Linked DNA regions of Mus musculus: region 1 is linked to region 2. The links are chromatin contacts, called in public Micro-C maps. All regions are on one chromosome and are shown on one strand. Each heading gives the region's core, a stretch centred on a gene start, on an enhancer-like site or on the middle of the called end of the contact. The rest is flanking DNA. Distances are from core to core; before and after follow the strand shown.

Region 1 (4,079 bases), core at 1,424-3,923, 36 kb before region 2:
AGGAACAATGATTCTCACTTCATCATAAGAGTGTGGAGATGGGGCTGGAGAGATGGCTCAGTGGTTAAGAGCACTGACTGCTCTTCCGAAGGTCCTGAGTTCAAATCCTAGCAACCACATGGTGACTCACAACCATCCGTAATGAGATCTGACTCTCTCTTCTGGTGCATCTGAAGACAGCTACAGTGTACTTATGTATAATAATAAATAAGTCTTTAAAAAAAAGAGTGTGGATATGAAGATAATTGAAATCCAAGCAGTTTATTTTGCTGATTTGCAGTTGGAAGTCAGCCTTGAGTGGCAGGCCCACTGATTGAGTGCAGAACTACCTTACAAACTAACAAGCAAGGCACCCTGCTCTGTGAATAATAATAAAGGCACAATCTTACAGATCATCCTGGTTTCCTATCCTGTGTCTTTTACTCAACAAACCCCACAGGGATTCATCTCTACCCTTCCACCCCATTTTATTTTATTTTATTTAAGATTTACTCATTTATTTATTTTATGTATATGAGTACACTGTCGCTGTCTTCAGACACAACCAGAACAGGCATCAGATCCCATTACAGATGGTTGTGAGCCACCATGTGGTTGCTGGGAATTGAACTCAGGACCTCTGGAAGAGCAGTTAGTGCTCTCTTAACCACCGAGCTATCTCAACAGTCCCTTTCACCCCATTTTAAACCTTTCAGAGGGGCTGGAGAGCTAGCTCAGTGGTTAAGAGCACTGACTGCCCTTCCAAAGGTCCTGAGTTCAATTCCCAGCAACCACATGGTGGCTCACAACATTCGTAATGAGATCTGATGCCCTCTTCTGGTGCTGTCTGAAGACAGCTACAGTGTACTTAGATCTTTTCAAAATAAATAAACCTTTCAGAGGTATGGCATTGCAAGCTTAGCAGGGATCTATTTTCTGTTCAATTGTCTCTGGACTTAAGCTGCCTCAAGGCAGCTTTGAAAATGAAGCACCAGACTCCTTCTTGTAACTTCTAGCCAGTGGGAAAGTTGCTGGAGGCACCCAGGACAATTTGTGCACTATTGGACGAGGTCTTGCCTGAAATACTGATGGCATGGCACACAGAGTCCCCAGCCTACCCCGAGGTGACAATCCTCCTTCGGCAGCCTTCATTGTGCCTTCTAGCAGTACAAAAACCACTTGGGGGACTTCCATTCGATTTCTCCATGTCCCGTAACCATACTGTGCAGTGCTCTATAACAGGGTCTTAAAGTTTGGTTCTGGCATGCAGTCAACAGCACTGATATTTATCCATATGGTTTCGTGGCCAAGAACCCCTCAGGAGAACACTCTGGGAAGCTGATTCTGGATTAATAACCTCAAGGTTTCAGGCACTTCCTCCACCGGTGCAGGTCTGGGTGTTTTCTAATTATAAACCACTGGGTAGGAGTGTCCTTAACAACTTCCCTCTGCTCTGAGAGTCCTGTCTAGAAAAGCTTGTCTTAGTCACCGATCTTTTTTTTTTTTTTTTTTTTTTTTTCTCGAGGCAGGGTTTCTCTGTATAGCCCTGGCTGTCTTGGAACTCACTCTGTAGACCAGACTGGCCTCGAACTCAGAAATCTGCCTGTCTCTGCCTCCCAAGTGCTGGGATTAAAGGCGTGTGCCACCATGCCCCACTGTCACCGATCTTTTGTTGTGAGGAGATACCATGACCAAGGCAACTTATAGAAGAAAGGATGTAATTGGGGGCTCATTAGTTTCAGAGAGTCAGTTCATGACCATCATGGTGGGGACCGTGTCAGTAGGCAGGCATTTGTTGGAGCTGTAGATCTTACATCTTATCCACAACCACAAGCCAGAAGGCTGGGGAGACTAGACCTGGCTTGGCTTGGGTTTGTGAAACCTCAAAGCCCGCTCCCAGTGACACACACACACACACACACACACACACACACACACACACACCTACCCCAACAAGGCCACGCCTCCTAGTCCTTCTTAAGCAGTTCATTAACCAGGAAGCAGACGTTCAAATGTATCAGGTAATGGGGTGGGGGTGGGGCATTCTAAGCCAAACAACCACAAGTTGTCTCTTGGGAAAACAAAATAGAGAACATTTTCCATCTCAGCGTTGGGATTACATGCATGATTCCAGTCACTGCTCAAGTGTTTATTGTTTATTCAAGAAATGCTCAGGGTAGAACAGGTTTCCTTACCTAGAGAGGAAAATTGGGACGCCTTGAAAGAGAGATTCTTCTACAACCCTAGCCATGCATTAAGAAAGGGAGACTTAGAAGGGCCTGAGCAAGTGGGGGCCGGAGTGAGAAAGAAAAAAAGGGGGGGGGGGCGGGGAGGCTTAAAACGTGTGATTGACACCAGTGTTCAGGGTCAGAATTTAGGACCGTGCATGGCAATAACCAATGATTGGTAAATATCGTCAGAGTTAAGAATTCGGAGGCAGAGGTCGGAAAGGCTCCGTGAGTTCGAGACCAGCCTGTTCCATACAGCGAGCTCCAGACCTGCCTGGGTTTTATAGAGAGAGCTGTCCGGAAAGACAAAATCCTGCTTCTCCGCAAGTAACCTCAGGGGTCACCATTGGCAGTGTGGCGGACAGGGAAGACTGCGGGGCGGAGAGCTGGAGGAGGAGGGCGGCGCCGAGGGGCCGGGGCCAGGGCTGCGGCTCCGCCGGAAGTGCCCGCCCGCCCGCTCGCCTGAGACGTCCTCGGCAGAGACCGCGCGGACGAGCGGACGGAGCGCCTCGCTGCCCCGCAGGTGAGCTCTCCCGTGGGATGCAGCGCGGCCACCGCCCGCGCCTCTGCTCCCGCTCCTCGCTTCTCTTCTCGGCCGCCGCCTCCTCCCCTCGCCTCCCCCGCTTCTCCGTCCCTCCCTTCCTCGTCATCTCTCTTTCCCTCTCCTCCGACTGTCTTCCCTCTCGTCCTCTCCTCCCTTTCTTTTCTCCTCCTCCTGCCCTCGTCCCGCCCCGGCAGACCCTGCAAAGTGGCCCCTGAGTCCCCCGGGTGCAGGGTCGGTCGCCAGCCACCGGCAGCTGCAGCCGGCTTTCTAGGATGCTTCTTGCCTGGGTGGAACACCCTAACAACTTTTGCTCTGTTCTGGGAGCAGTCGCTGGGATTTTGATACTCTTTTCTGCACTGTATTTAAAACCGTTAGAGGTTACTTTAAGAATGTAAAACAAGATCGGGAAACAGTCCCAGTTTTGAGGAGTTCTTCCTAGCAATTTACGAATAGTGAGGTCGGGAAAGTCTGTGTGTGGGCTAGCCGTTTTCCGCTATCATCTCAACGTGTGCTAATAACTTTTTTTCTGTTTTGACTTTCAAGACTTGAGGCTTTCTTTGTCTGGTTAGGGGGTCTCAGGGCCTTACATTTTTTTTTTCACATACCTAGGAACATTCGTTCTTCAGGAGCGGGAGTGGAGTGACGTGCACACCAGTTTGCTGAGCCGCTTAGCGCAGTGCAATGGCTGAGCGTGTATGAATGGCCATCTCTTGGGTCGCTTGGACAGTTAGTTGTATTTCCGAAGGTGAGGGCTGGAGGCCTGGGAAGCCACAAGCCTTGTCACTGGGCGTCCCAGCTATCGTTAGTCATCTTAGAGAAGCATTCAACCAAGTCCCAGCTACTGGCAAGAGTCCTTTTCCTTTGCAAAGAGAAAACCGTAGTCAGTGTGAAGACTCGTCAGGCACACGCTCCTGAAAGTGTTACTGGACAGTAAATGGAATTCTTAGGAAATGTTAAGAAAATATGTTGGGGTTTTAGGCACCAGTTCTGTCTCTTAAGGAACAATTATTACATTCTGCACATTTTTTTTGCACATTTGTACAATTTTACACATTGAAATGAATGAGTTTTGTACAATATAAAATGAAAGAAATGTTGTTTGCATGGGATCCTGGGGTGGGAGTGGGGGCAGGTGGAGGGTTGGGGTATGATACACTGTGACTTTTTTTTTTTTGGCTGTTAAACCTTGAAATCCATCTGCTTTTTAATTACTGGTGACAAGCCTAGTTACTGGTGGGGGTTGGGAAGGATTCGCATTTGTTTGCTTTCAGGGTTAGGGCACAAAGAGCAGTGAGCTCTTTGTGTTTCCCCGCCACTTCCAGCAGGGA
Region 2 (4,331 bases), core at 560-3,059:
ATCCCCTAAAATATTTTCTTCCTTCAAGAGGGAAAAATATCAGGGCACAGTCACAATCAAAAGCAAAAATTAAACTCCAACTGTCCAATGTCTGGGATCCAACTCACGATCTTCTGGGCTCCTCCAAGGGCTTGGGTCACTTCTCCAGCCATGCCCTTTGTAGCACACACCTTGTCTTCTAGGCTCCAGCTGCCTGTACTCCACTGCTGCTGCTGTTCTTAGTGGTCATCTCATGGTACTGGCATCTCCAAAACGCTGCTGTGTTCCACTGTAACTTGGCTTTAACAATAGCCTCCCATAGGTTCTCTTCATGGTGCTAAGCCTCAAATCCTTTGCATGACTCCTTCAGTCCTGGGCCATCAATTGCAACTGAGGCTGCACCTTCACCAATGGCCTTCCATGGCCTCTCACAGTGCTGAGCCTCAGCTGCTCTGCATGACCCCTTCATGCCTTTAAAACCAGTACCACCTGGGTGACTCTTACTCATTACCAAGTCCCACTGTAGTATGAGGTACAACCTTGGTTATCTCTGGAACACAGCCATTGTGCTCTCAAAAAAGGGGTGGGCTGGTATACTTTCTCTTGGGGCTCTGGAATAGGGGCTACAGGCTTCTACTCTGTCTAACTAACAGCTTGTTCTTGTCAGCTATATAAGTACAGGTACAGAAGTTGCCTTAATCTAGAGTAGCAGGGACATCGTGAGACTGAAGGGCAGAGACGGAGTCCTAGGTGGCTGGTGTCCCTTGGACTCCCACGGCTTGAAATGACTGAGAGCCTAGCACTGCCCTGGGGGTCTGGGGATATACAAATCCATGTTATTTTCTGATGTTTTTGTTTGTTGGGTTTTGTTTAGTCTTGAGACAAGGATCTCTCTATAATGTAGCTCTAGCTATCCTGAAACTCTGTATGTAAACCAAGCTGGCTTCAAACTCACTGAAATCTACCTGTCTCTGCTGAGTGCTAGGATTAAAGGCATTCACCACCACACCGGGCACTTCCCTGTTGTTTAATCTGAAGATGACCTGCAGCCCCAAAGCCCCTGATCTGTAGTGGAGATCAAAACACAAGTTCCAAGCTGTTCTGAAGCCACTCTTTCTGGCGATGTCAGGAATCCAGGGCTGACACTTTTTTGTTTTGCTTTTTGAGATAAGCTCTCGTGTAGCCTGGTTGACCTCGGAACTCACTGTGCAGCTAAGGCCTTGAATTGACTTTGCTGCCTTCATCCCCTAAATCTTGAGATCCCAGGTATCCTGCAGGCATTTCTTGCAGTTAATGTTACTATTTTTTTCTTCGGTTTTGCCTAAGGCAGTCTCCCAGGCTGGCCTCAAACTGACCATGTAGCCAAAGTTGGCCTTTGAACTGATCTTCCTGCCTCGTGAACTGATCTACCTAAGTGACAGGATGATGGGTGTGTATTCCACGCTCAGTCCTTTTATTTTTGTTTTAGTTAAAATGGTCCTGCAGCCAGGCATGGTGGTGCACACTTTTAATCCCAGCACTCACTGTGGAGGCAGAAGCAGGAGAATCTTTGAGTTCAAGGCCGGTCTGGTGTACAAAGCAAGTTCCTGGACAGCCACCAGAGAGATGCACAGAGAAACCCCATCATGAAAAAAAAATTATAAAAATGAAACAAAACAATAACACGGACACACACACACCCAAGACCCCCAAACAAAGAATGCTCTTGCAATCACACCTATGTTCTATGTGCAGAGGAAACCAATGAGATTCAGGCTGTCGGTGAGGAGCACCAACAGGCATCCATCCAAGGGCAGGCGGTGGCGGATGGCACTCGGGTAGGAGCTGAGAAACTCGATCAGCACACACAGCTACCAGCTGGCCTGTTGGCCAGGCCTGAGGAGGACTCTCAGTACCCTGAGCGGGAGCAGCTTGTCATCCGGGATAGGCAGGAGCAGCAGCGTGCATCAGAGGAAGGTGGGTGCCTCTGGGTCCCTAAGCTCCTGCTTGTCAGCAGGTCTTCAATTTTACCAAGTGGCCTTGTTCACTCCTTTGTATGTTTATTTGTTCGTTATCAAGAGAACAATATTAAAGGGACTTCCAGGGTGTGTGGCATGCTGAGATGGAAGCTTAGCTGGTTAAATGTTGCTTCCTGGCAGGCGGGCAGGCGGCTGGGCAGGCGGCCGGGTGGGCAGTCACCTGTTTCCACCTGCTTCTGTGCTTATGTCTTGGAAGTACTGAAGGAAGACGTGACAAAGGATGTTACTGCATCTGAGGAACAGTGTCTCGTTGAATTCCGCCTTCCTTTCCCTCTTCTTTAGAAAGAGTAGGAGCTTGGTTCAGCTAAGTATCTTGAGTGTATTCTGCTGCCTTAAGGATATGGGGACTTTCCAAGCCTTGGAGCTAGGAGCACCAATGGCCCCCGTGCTCCCAGCTGGATCCAATAACAGAATTGAGGAAATGTGTCTAATTCTTTCAGCCTTTCTTGGAACAGTGTCGTCTGTTGTTTTAGATAAGGGTGCATTTTATCAGCCTCCCACTGAGTGTCACTGCTTAGAACCCTGCTCCACACCTACAGCAAAAAGATGCTTCTGAGGGAAGGGAGGAACCCCACTCTGGTGGCACTCAAGTGTCTGACTACGGACATGAAGTGTCACGGCTAAATGTAGACACGGGCTACCAGGCCTATGTGGGGTGCCTGCTTCCACATGCACTAGTAACCTCACCTAGATTATAAATAGACAGAGCGCTCTGTGCTGCTTCCACATCACGGTTGAAGCAGGGCAGATGTTCCAGGCCTCCTCATATGACACACACTTTAGATGTTCGGGAGAAACCTGTGGTCTCGTCTTCATTCTGTGATCTTTCCTGGTTGCTCTTTCTGCAGAGCAGAACATGGTTGTGACCAGCCTAATTCTGTACATGACATGGAGGTGCAGTAGTTACCCCCTTCTCTCCACTGGAGTCATTGAGAAGCCATTGCTTGCCATCCCCCACCACTAGCCTAGTTCCTTAAACAGTGGTGCTTTTCCTTAATTTTGTTGATTTTCCTTTTCAAAAAGGCATTTAGTTTCGTCATTTTCAGACTGAATCATGGCTTATTTTGGATTTTGTGTGTGTGTGTTTGTGTGTGTGTGTGTGTGTGAGGAATAAAGCCTGCAGCTTTTGTGTGCCAGGGTTCAGTCAACAGAGCTGACTTTTTTTTTCCTTTTTCCAATTTATTATTAGGTATTTTCTTCATTTACATTTCAAATGCTATCCCGAAAGTCCCCTATACCCTCCCCTGCCCTGCTCCCCTACCCACCCACTCAGACCTCTTGGCCCTGGCGTTCCCCTGGACTGGGGCATATAAAATTTGCAAGACCAAGGGGACTCTCTTCCCAATGATGGCCGACTAGGCCATCTTCTGCGACATATGCAGCTAGAGACAGGAGCTCTGGGGGGTTACTGGTTAGTTCACATTGTTGTTCCACCTATAGCGTTGCACAGAGCTGACTTTTATAGCCTCAGTGTTGAAGCGATGCCTTTCTGGGTACTCGCCATGGCATTTGTATTGGGTGTGAGCGCCATCAGTCAGGCTACTTTCTGAGGTACAGGTTGGGTGACAGTGTGTATTGGTGCTGGCGTTCCAGTGACATCAGGAATAAAATGATGCTCTGTCTGTCTGGTGTGCTGGTTTCATAGGGGGAGGCCAGAAGAACCCAGGAGATGAATACGACATGGATGAAAACGAAGCAGAATCTGAGAGGGAGAAGCAGGCAGCCCTTGCAGGGAATGACAGAAATATAAATGGTAAGAACAGGGTGGTGTGGGAGTAGTCACCTTCCTGTAACACTGTAAGTAGTTGTCTGTTCAGGGAAACTGTGTTCTTTAGAAGACCTGCAAAGTGGGGTAGTGGTGAGCAGGGTTAGAGCAAAGGTGTCCCAGAAATCACAGGCTTGCTTTTAGTGATTCAGGGCTTTCCCAACAAGATGCCCAGGGCACTCTAGTCGTTCCACACTAGGTGTTAGTCCAATCATTAGATGCCTCTGAACTAGTTGTCTGCTGTGAGCCTTCTAGAGACGCTCACGCAGGATCTGTGACAAAGCGCCTTTCTGTTCTGACTCCGAGCACACATCAGCAGTACCGTGCTACTGACCTAGAAAGTGCTTCACTCTGCCTTTCTGGGCTGCATACAGCAGTCAGTGTCAACCAGTCTTTGGGAATTTAATGCATCTGCCCCTTACTCAATCCATGACCTTTGGAAGGTTAGCTTCTTGCTTTCTATGGCGCTGCAGCTCTGAGCACTAGTTTTCTTCAGTGTTTTCCAGGTTGAGATCTGCGTGCCACAGAGCCTAACTTCTGGACATGTTCCCCAGTTCTCTTATAAAGCA

What was found. Hi-C and Micro-C count contacts between places; a contact is called where the count stands out from the background.
Region 1: a contact with region 2 is called in a Micro-C map of the G1E-ER4 cell line, with 2.5 times the contacts expected there. The contact joins the promoter of Golm1 here to the enhancer-like site in region 2. A contact is called at or near these places in 2 of 39 promoter capture datasets (the C10 cell line and stem cell-derived epiblast-like cells), 1 of 15 datasets of contacts at CTCF or cohesin (the G1E-ER4 cell line), 22 of 484 Hi-C or Micro-C datasets (the G1E-ER4 cell line, Sertoli cells, brain and 9 more), 6 of 115 datasets of contacts at active chromatin or transcription factors (embryonic fibroblasts, embryonic stem cells, neural progenitor cells and 1 more) and 3 of 9 other capture datasets (adipose tissue, liver and pancreatic islet).

Annotation. Positions count from the first base shown.
Region 1 is chr13:59,674,378-59,678,456 of GRCm38.p6, reverse strand. Golm1 (golgi membrane protein 1) reads left to right here and starts at 2,673. Exons shown (of 10, transcript NM_001035122.2): 1 at 2,673-2,730.
Region 2 is chr13:59,637,724-59,642,054 of GRCm38.p6, reverse strand. Golm1 (golgi membrane protein 1) reads left to right here. Exons shown (of 10, transcript NM_001035122.2): 8 at 1,714-1,935; 9 at 3,643-3,750. Among named protein-coding and RNA genes, the nearest start is that of Golm1, 36 kb to the left of the region's middle. Within about 2 kb of position 1,809, at least 8 of the 459 cell types and tissues checked have an H3K27ac peak or open chromatin away from gene starts, as enhancers often do. A contact at or near this core is called in the G1E-ER4 cell line, cerebellar granule neurons and cerebellum, where this site is marked.